2 separate regions of the Arachis hypogaea genome follow, and region 2 is linked to region 1. The links are chromatin contacts, called in public Hi-C maps. All regions are on one chromosome and are shown on one strand. The core of a region is the stretch at or near the end of the contact, and the rest is flanking DNA. Distances in the headings are between cores, read along the strand shown. Region 1 overlaps LOC112722380 (nucleobase-ascorbate transporter 6). Region 2 holds the start of LOC112722382.

Evidence for each region. A called contact is a pair of places that touch in the nucleus more often than the background predicts.
Region 2: a Hi-C map of leaf shows a contact between it and region 1, with 4 times the contacts expected there. The contact joins the promoter of LOC112722382 here to the enhancer-like site in region 1. A contact is called at or near these places in 3 of 8 Hi-C or Micro-C datasets (leaf and an unstated tissue).

What each region holds. Positions count from the first base shown.
Region 1 is chr11:112,772,064-112,777,046 of arahy.Tifrunner.gnm2.J5K5, reverse strand. LOC112722380 (nucleobase-ascorbate transporter 6) reads right to left here. Exons shown (of 14, transcript XM_025773380.3): 10 at 4,910-4,968; 11 at 4,721-4,812; 12 at 4,542-4,619; 13 at 4,295-4,455; 14 at 3,716-4,197. The coding sequence ends at 3,982. Among protein-coding and RNA genes, the nearest start is that of LOC112722380, 6.8 kb to the right of the region's middle. Within about 2 kb of position 2,681, at least 1 of the 3 cell types and tissues checked has open chromatin away from gene starts, as enhancers often do.
Region 2 is chr11:113,043,433-113,048,415 of arahy.Tifrunner.gnm2.J5K5, reverse strand. It overlaps LOC112722382, which reads right to left and starts at 2,564. Exons shown (of 12, transcript XM_072207088.1): 1 at 2,306-2,564; 2 at 1,857-1,940; 3 at 1,656-1,713; 4 at 1,416-1,459; 5 at 1,184-1,247; 6 at 884-952; 7 at 680-747; 8 at 493-598; 9 at 64-198. The coding sequence starts at 2,415. The coding sequence ends at 691. LOC112724012 (a long non-coding RNA gene) reads left to right here and starts at 2,523. Exons shown (of 5, transcript XR_003163270.3): 1 at 2,523-3,182; 2 at 3,314-3,373; 3 at 4,638-4,826; 4 at 4,931-4,983.

The DNA.
Region 1 (4,983 bases), core at 1,432-3,931:
AACGCCAGTCCTCTGCCCAATTCTGGCGTCCAGCGCCAGAAAAGGATCAAAAACTGGAGTTGAACGCCCAAACTGGCACAAAAACTGGCGTTCAACTCCACAAATGGCCTCTGCACGTGAATTGCTTAAAGTCTCAGTCCCAGCACACACCAAGTGGGCCCCAGCACACCAAGTGGGCCCCAGAAGTGGATCTCTGCATCATCCATCATAGTCCACTCATATTTTGTAACCCTAGGCTACTGGTTTAGTATTTAAACAACTTTTAGAGACTTATTTTGTATCTCATGACATTTCAGATCTAAACTTTGTATTCTCTGACGGCATGAGTCTCTAAACCCCATTGTTGGGGGTGAGGAGCTCTGCTGTGTCTCAATGAATTAATGCAAGTATTTCTGTTTTCCATTCAAACACGCTTGTTCCTATCTAAGATGTTCATTCGCGCTTAACTGTGATGAAGGTGATGACCCGTGACATTCATCACCTTCCTCAAACCATGAACGTGTGCCTGACAACCACCTCCGTTCTATATCCGACTGAATGAGTATCTCTTAGATTCCTTAATCAGAATCTCCGTGGTACAAGCTAGAACTGATGGCGGCATTCATGAGAATCCGGAAAGTCTAAACCTTGTCTGTGGTATTCCGAGTAGGATTCAATGATTGAATGACTGTGACGAGCTTCAAACTCCTGAAGGCTGGGCGTTAGTGACAGACGCAAAAGGATAGTAAATCCTATTCCAACCGGATCGAGAACCAACCGGTGATTAGCCGTGCTGTGACAGAGCGCGTGAGCGTAGTTTTCACTGGAAGGATGGAAGGTAGCCATTGACAACGGTGATCCACCAACACACAGCTTGCCATAGGAGGACGTGCGTGCGTGAATCAGAAGACAGAGGAAAGCAGAGATTCAGAGGACAAAGCATCTCCAAAACTCCAACATATTCTCCATTACTACACAACAGGTAACTTTTAATTTATGCTCTACTGGTTATTCATAATTCAACTGATAAACATAATTGACTTCCTGACTAAGATTTACAAGATAACCATAGATTGCTTCAAACCAACAATCTCTGTGGGATTCGACCCTTACTCACGTAAGGTATTACTTGGACGACCCAGTGCACTTGCTGGTTAGTGGTACGAGTTGTGAAAAGTGTGATTCGCAATTTGTGCTACCAACCAGGAAAAGACCTCATTTACCAACCTAATAGCGAACTATTGCTACATAGTTATGCCTTTCGGGTTAAAGAATGCAGGAGCTACTTATCAATAGCTGATGAACAAAGTTTTTCGACCTCATCTTAGGAAACTCATGAAAGTCTATGTTGATGATATGTTGGTCAAGACAAGGGGTGGAGGAGCTCTACTAACTAACCTCTCTGAAGTCTTCAATATGATAAGGCAGCATACAATGAGACTTAATCCAACCAAGGGCAATTTTATAGTAGAAGCAGAAAAATTCTACAAATTCATGCTAACCCAAAGAGAAATTGAAGTCAATTTCGACAAGTGTCAGGCAATCATCAATATAAAGAGCCCGATTTGTTCGAAGGAAGTCCAACAACTCAACAAAAGGTTAATAGCACTTTCAAGATTCTTGGCTCAATTGATTGGGTCAGCATTGAAGTCTTGCCTCTGTTCTCGATTCTCAAAAAAGGACACGAGCATACATGGATGGAAAAATGTGAGTAAGCCTTTTAGCTATTTAAGGAGTTCCTTTTTTAACTACCCATTCTCACTCGACTTGATGTGGGTGAAGAACTTATACTATACTTGGCCATGATAGAAAAAACAGTAGCATCAACCTTTGTCCGAAAAGATGAAATAGGACAAAGCCCCGTGTACTTCACAAGTAAGACACCTTAAAGAGCTAATCTGAATTACCAGATATTCGAGAAGTTTGCTTTCACACTTATCTTAGCTTCCAAAAGGCTACGATCTTATTTTCAAGCTCATACTATAAAGGTCAGGGCTAACTAATCCATGAAACACATACTACAGAAGACAAACATAGCAGGAAGCTAAGGATGCGACAGTGGGATGTAGAGTTGTCTAAGTTCGAATTGAAGTATGAAGCTTGCACAACTATCAAATTTCAATACCTAGTCGACTTTGTAGCTGAGTACACAGAAAATCACATTGGAAACCTGACCACTTGGAGCATTTACATGGATGGGTTGTCTGACAAAGTCGGTAGTGAGGCTGTGATCATCTTGGAGAATGAGGAAAGGGCACTATCCATACCATGGCCCAAAAAAATAAGGTCATAATCCAAAAAAGGTTAATCCACCTAGTATGGGCTTGTCCTAAACTAATGTGATTGATCCAAAATCATCACAATGCACCCAAAGGAATATAGGTTAACTACCCAATTCGCCTAGGACACTGATACTATAACTCGTGCCCAATTCAACTTAGAGAGCAAGTCACTGTTCTCCCATTACTTCTGTCATTATCCTCCTTAAGGATAACTACCCAAGCGTGGTGTAACTTTTTCTACAATAAGGGAAGTAGCCACCCCTCATCCGTATATGAAAGAGTCAAGAATCAAGAGCAAGTCATCACTTATCTATAAATACCCCATCAAATCAGGTATTTTTCAATCCTAATTCTCATAAATTTGCATCAGAATCACTTGCAAGTACTTCCCATTTCCATTTCGAACTTGACATGAAGATACTTACAACACCCTGATCGCCATCTTCAAGCCCAAATCACAAATAGGCCATTTTAGGTATGCTTTGAAACAGTAACCATATTCAATCAAATTGATCCAATAACTAATTGGCACAATAAAAACTAATTAAGAAAGAAGAGATGCATAAGAAGAAGAAAAAAAGGAGTTAATTGAATTTGGTTACCAAAATAACTTATTTCCTAGTATTTTTTAATTTCCAAGTTATTGTTATATTGAAATAAATTGTTAATAATAAATTATAATAATATATTTTAGAAATATACATATTTTATCAATTATTAATTTGGGTCGGTGATTAAAATACAAGGGCTCAAATCACATGCGAATGTTGCTGCTTCTGGTTTTTTTTTCGTTCTACACGAGTTTTATTTTACCAAAAACATGGCTTTTCACGGTTGAATTGGACATTGTCATCCATTATCTCTTCTTTTTGGCTTAGGATAATAGCCGGAAGCCTTTACGTTTTTTAAAAAAAGAAAGTTACTGGGTGTAAATTCTCCAATATCAACCCTGGAAAATCAACTATTAATCTTTTAATAAAAATTCATATACAGTTGTATTCATATAAAGTTACATATAAAATCAATAGTTAAAACTGTTAAATAATAATTTAATCAAATTATCTCATTATTCTTAACTCTCAAGTCTCAACCTTACAAAAATAGTGTGAATCGGTCTACTCTTTATCTCTAACCCTTTTTTTTTTCAATTTTTATATTATTTTTGCTTTGGAATCTGGTAGAATGATATCAACCCATTTCATGGTAGACCAAAAACAACAAAAACATTTAGTGACAATGTGACATTTTCATTTTGACATTTCTTTCGCCAGTTCACTTATTGCCACAAAGTTCTCAATTTGTTCAAACTCCTTGACCTTATATAATGTTTAGTGCATATGAGTCAATACCAAAATACAGCCTATGTAATATCAGACCTATTTTATGTTTTATTATATGAAATTTCAATTACAGTTAATCAGCATTCAGAAAGTCCTGTGAGAAGTAAACAAGGATTACAAAATGAAATATATAAATCAAAACATGCACATTACTACCATGAATCCAATCTCAGGTCAGAAATCAGCATATACAGAAACAAAAGCAATAAAATTAATGTGTTACAATATTTCTATTCATATAGCTCTCTATAAGCCTAAAATAATATAATATCCAATGTAATATTTAGAACAAAGATCAAATCAAAGACCTTTTTCAGAGACCCTTTTTAGTGAAGCAAGTATTTGACGAAGCTATAGTTGAGCTTCCTTTATTTGCACAATTACACAGAAGGGAAGTACTTGTTGAGATTGAAAGGCAGTGAATAGAACTCTTCACTTCTTGTATCACCCTTGAAGGACCTGTACTTGTCCCACCAATGTTTTCCTCTGTCCTTCCTAATGGTTGGGTCCTTATGTAGCGTGTTGTCCAAGAAATACGCGACGACACCAGCAACAAATGCTTTTGACTGGAATGGGACATTGATTATGTCATTGAACTGCAAAGGTACACGAAATTTATTGTGAGTGAACTCATCAGAAAAGCTGTGAACATATTCAGGGGTTTATCATATCTACACAAGTTTCATTCATTACCCATCTTGCGCCGGTGTGAACTGGACCATAACCGTAGATTGCCGTGTACTCGTTGAAGTACTGCGGAATGGACAAGCCAAGGAAGATGGAGAAGCCTAATACAAACTTAGTCCTGAAACTGTTGAGGTTGCAAAATTGAAGAAAACTAAGGCCTCCAGCACCTACAAATGATTAAAGTGGAACGTTATGTGTTATATGTGTCAAAATATATCAAGATATGCCTGAGTATATCTTAAGTTAGCCATACCAACATAAGCGAAGAACAAGCAATACAAGGCAGCAACAATTGGAGGTGGAATGGAAGCGAAAACTGCTCCAAATTTACCTACACCACAAGGAAATGTTGGTGAGCATTGAACCGGATGAAGAATTGAAGACTGCATATTCGATTCACGAACAAGCCACTAATATCATACTTCAACTCACCAAGAATTGAAAAGAAAATCATAAACCCTGCAGATATTTGCACAACTCTCCGACTGCCAACACGAGTCAAAGCCAAAAGACCAGCATTTTCTCTATAGGGAAACCAGACAAATTCCTTTGATCAACAAAGAAGTTGATTTTGCTTAAACGGAAGTAGAAAACACAAATTGAAAAGGTTTCAATCTTTACACAGATACGGATGATCCGTTGCCAGTTCCCCACAATCCTGATAACAGAATGCCAACTCCCTGAAGCATAAATAA
Region 2 (4,983 bases), core at 1,315-3,814, 270 kb before region 1:
AAACTGCATATCACTAAATCCAGTTGTGTAAATGCTACTAAATAGCCAAGTAAAACACTGCACCTGAAGCCCGAGGGCCCATTTTCTCTCAACAGAGATCTGTGGTCTCATTCCTACTTGATAGTCCATATAACCTGGAAGGTGCCCAGCAACTGGAGAAGAAACTTCACTGGAATGATTACGATTGAAACCAGCATCCTAAACAGTTACATTATAAACACAAAAATAAGCTTTGCATGATATCCTATTTGAAAAGAGAAAACAAAGAAATCTAATACCAAGAACAGAAAATCTACAACTCCAGCACAAAATCCATAAGAACTCGTTCTAGCTAGAAAGATATATTCCATCACATGGAGTGTAGAAAGAAATACTGGGCTGCTTCCCATTTGACATGGGTATAAAGTTAGAAGCAAGTTAAAAAGTCAGATCACTTCATTTAAGATAGACAAGTGAAGAGATCTTGAGCAATTAGAGGGAAAAGAAACCCACCATAGTCTCTTGAACTATTTGACAAAGCAATTGCAACAGCACTCAACAGCCTGCTAGCCTCTGGTGCATCAAGAACTACACCACTTGCACTTTGAGGAGCAATGAGCTAGCGATATACAAGACAAGCAAGCAGTTACTCAGTGAAAACATTAATCTTCCAATGAAAAATTAGAGTGTTAAACCATACCAAAAATTCCTTTACACCAAAACATAACTGCAGATCATGAAAAGTAAAATTCCAGTCAAACGATTTGCCTGCATCACCCAGAAGGCAAAACAAATAAACAAAAACAAGTCCTCAAAACCAACCAAACATTTGCAAACAAAAAAGATAGTCAAAATTAGCACCAGTTTTTATTTCAAAATAGTACTCCATGCAATAACTTTTCACCTCATATTGCAGTTCAGATTTGATCTTGTATGAGTTTTTGAAATTCTCCAAGGGAATTGCACCTTTTTCCTAGAATCAAAGAAAACAGCAAAATTCCATTAATAGAAAACAGTAAAGAATAGGAAAACACACTTGGTATACTAAACTGATAATATCTTACCACGAGATTTCAATATTCATACTAGCAGCAACTAAACAAACTGTATTTACCACAAGATAATCCAAATCAAACATAATTTATTTAAAAAGAAAGTTATTTCTTAAATTCAAATCCTGAAACATGAAATTAACTAAGCATACCAATAAATTATTAGGACCATCAGCCATCCAGAGACGACAAATTGCCTCAATTTTAGAAATGAACCTACAAAATAAATTTATTAAGTAACATAAAAGAATAATGTTATCATGACAGTAGAGTAGCATCATTTCAACACAAAGAACCATTTCTCTTACAGTAATGCTATAAAGTGTTCTTGTAATTGAGATTTCATGCAAATTTGAACGAAGAGGGCTCGAAAGATAAACAAACCTTTCCCATGAAGAAGCTACAGTGAAATCATCAAAATGCTCAAACTGCATTGACATTTGAAGAAGGAGGTAGTAAAATTAGCACTACCCCTAATACCATCATTGCACGCAATAAGGAATCCACCAATTAATTAAGAAATAAGAATTTTGATTCAGTGGTAAGGAGAAAGAGAATACCACTTCCTCTGAAACATCAGTACTTTCTTTAAAAGTCTGATCTCTTCCAGTGAATGATACTCACCTCTTCAGGGAACAAATCTGGGTGTTTAGAAAATATTCTGAGCCTCAAATCGTTGTATCTGGAAGAAATGGGAACTACACAAATTAAAAGAGAAAAAGGATTATAATCAATAAAGCACAATAGATTGAAGCTATATACCAAGAGAAATGATCTAACAATAAAACCCTGAAGAAATATAAGGTACAAACAATTGATTCATACGTTCCAATAACATTATTAATCCTGTCAACTGCTCTCTCCCTAATTTGTGAAGCTTCCAAATAGCGATCTAGTTCTGCTTGTGGCCTGAAATGACACCAATCAACTACAATGAGATCAATTAGAGAGCAGAGTAGACCCCTTTATTATTTGGGGAAATAAGATGAAAAGTCCATTTAATCTATCCTTTGCTTGACGCCAAAATTACGATAGTAAAAACATGGAACAATATAAGAACAACAACTAATTAGAAAATTAGAAAACCTAAAATTAGAACCCAAAACTCCCAAAAATTCACAGAACCAATTGAAAATTAATATATACCTTCTCTATCTCAATTAGCCATTGCAGTTCATCATCACTATCAAAACCATACACACCTTCGAACTGAAAAGTGGGAGCGACTTAGAGAATGAGCGAGAAAGAGAGGATACAGAACAGAGAATGGTTACCTGGTGACAGAGAGTACTCCCTTCGAGCTCCTTCGCGGCGGCACAGCAACCCCTAGCAGTGGCGGTGGAGCTTCAGCGGCGACGGAGCACCCCCTTCTTCTCTCTTCCATCGCGTTTTCTCTCTTCCTCGAGCTCTCTGTCACTGGCGCTCGACGACGACAGCGAAGCCCTAGCCGGCGTCGTCCTTTCTTTCCTTCCTTCCCCTCTCCTCTCTTCTTCTTGCCGTGCTTCCGCTTTCTGATTTATTGTCTTATTTGGTGCTTTTATATTAGGCAACATTTTTAAAGAGCACCCAAAACATAAGGAAAAGGTTATTCTTTAAAATGTACTCTTTGGTAAAAAAAGTGCAACTATAGATAATTAGATATTAAGAATTTTAAATAAGACTACGCTTTATAAGTAATATTTATATTTATAATATTTAAAGAGATATTTTTTAAGTAATGGTATAATTATATTTTTTACTTTTTTATAAAATAATAATACGAAAAAACGTAAATAGATTATATTTTTTAAATATAGCTTAAAAAAGTGTGATTAAATAAATATTTTTATTGTAGTATCATGCCAAGAAAAATCAAAACTCAATTTGGATTCAGATTATTGATTACTTGTAGTCATGATAAAAATTAGTTTAAATATTAGAGTCAAAATTCTATCTAGTTGATTTATATAGATTGTTACAAGGTAATAGTTTACAATAGATTTTGGCAGGACATAGAAAAAATATTATCCAATTTATATTGAAGATAAACCTTTTAAGGTGATTCAATCGTCGCCTCTCTCACCCTCATCAGCGACACAGTTGCACAGATTAGAGACCATTGGAATAAAACAAAGGCTGTTGATATTTGATAAACACAACAATGACCCTCAGGTTAGTAAGTAGAACCATTTTCAATTTTATTTTTCCAACTCTTGTTTTCTCTATTTTATTGTATAAGTTGATTACAACATCTTTGCTTATGTCAAGGTTAATGCACTGTCTAACTAACCTTGTTATTGCAGTTTCTGAAGATAATGGTGATTCATGGTGTAGTTTGCTTTACGTTTGGTAGCAGGTTTGACGTAAGAAACTGAAGCTTTTGTTGCACTAGTCACTTGTTCGATTAAGATGCTCTTTTAATTAGTTAGTGCGCAGCACTGCACTAGTGAATTAATCATCTTTAATTTTATGTCATTAGTAGATATTTTGAACTTTCTTATTTTGTTCCATTTTACGTTATCTTTTTAACAAGTAAATAAGTTTAATTGACTGAGTTGTAACATGTTCATCCCTGTGAATGTGTTTAGTCTAATCCCTAAGACATTAGTTTGTTGGTTCAATGCTAATTAGATTTATTAATTTTGCAATTGATATTCCGGCTTCAGGCCTTTGTTTTTAGTCACTTATAGAAGCATCTTCGGACTTGCCTGAGCATGAATGGTTGGTCTTTGGCATCATATAATAAACCTCAGCCATCAAAGATTTCATTCATACTCAGGTTGTCTCTTTATTTTTTTAACATAAATTACTTTTAGAGCAAGGTCCTTTTGATATATGTACATTACTTCCTCTTCCAGAAGTAACTTCTTTCCTTCAAATCAATCCTTAACTCCGATCAATTTTCTCTTCTTAATTCCTTCCAATGGCTTCATGTGAGTCCTCTTCCTGCTTTCTTCTCCTCACTTTATTTTTCACTTCTCTGCTTTACTTTTCATGCCTGCTCCTTTTGCTGTTCTTCTTTAAACTCTCACAGATTGTGGAGCTTGGCTGCCCATTAAAGTCTTGAAATTTGATGCATGCATGCCCCAACTACTTCATTTGGATTAGGATTAGGAATCCATGCATAATGTGTTCTTTGGGTGCCTTAACCCAAATACAAAAATGGGTTTTGATTTGACTTCTTATATATGCTCATTGGTTTCTCGTTACTCAATATTAAATTTATTTTTTTGGGAGTCACAATTGAGTTTGCATTCTTATTTTCTTAGTAAAACAACATGACCAATCAGAAAGTTATTCTAATGAAGCAATCATAATTAGAATCTAATTTATTTGGATTCAGCTTTAAAATTTAAATTATCGTCTTTTAATTAATTTTTAGGGTAAGCAGCCTTTGGTTCAAAACACTTTCTATCCAGATTACTAACTTCATTTATAAAGGAACCAGGTTATTGTTGAATTGCCACTAGACATTAGTATCTTTCCATCTTCGTTTGAGAAAGAACATTGTCTCCAATTCGTCAATGTTGGGTTTGCAATCTAGAAGCTTGTCCTGTGTGTCTTACTGAATGTCCTAGTTAGAATTTAAATATACACATATAATTTGTGTCATTTATTTATATACAGGTAGCTTAGGGGCCGCAAATAATAAGTTATTGAACTTGCAATTTGATGGAAGAAGAGTTGGATTCTTGCAAGGATTTGGTACAAAAAGTTGGATCAGTAGGAAGCCAGTGCAGCACACTACTTTGGTTATGCAGCAACAGTCAGTTAAATCTTTAACTGCATCTACTGCTCAATCAATAGAGATCCAATGTAAGTTGTTTCATTTGTTTCTTCTAAATACTTCTTGCAAAAACTTTTATCTTGGCTTCCATGACATGCTTTTATTGATGACAATACATAACATCTATTACAAGGTTAGAAGATTCTTCTGAAGATATTCATTCTTCTGGTGTGACGAGTGAGCTTG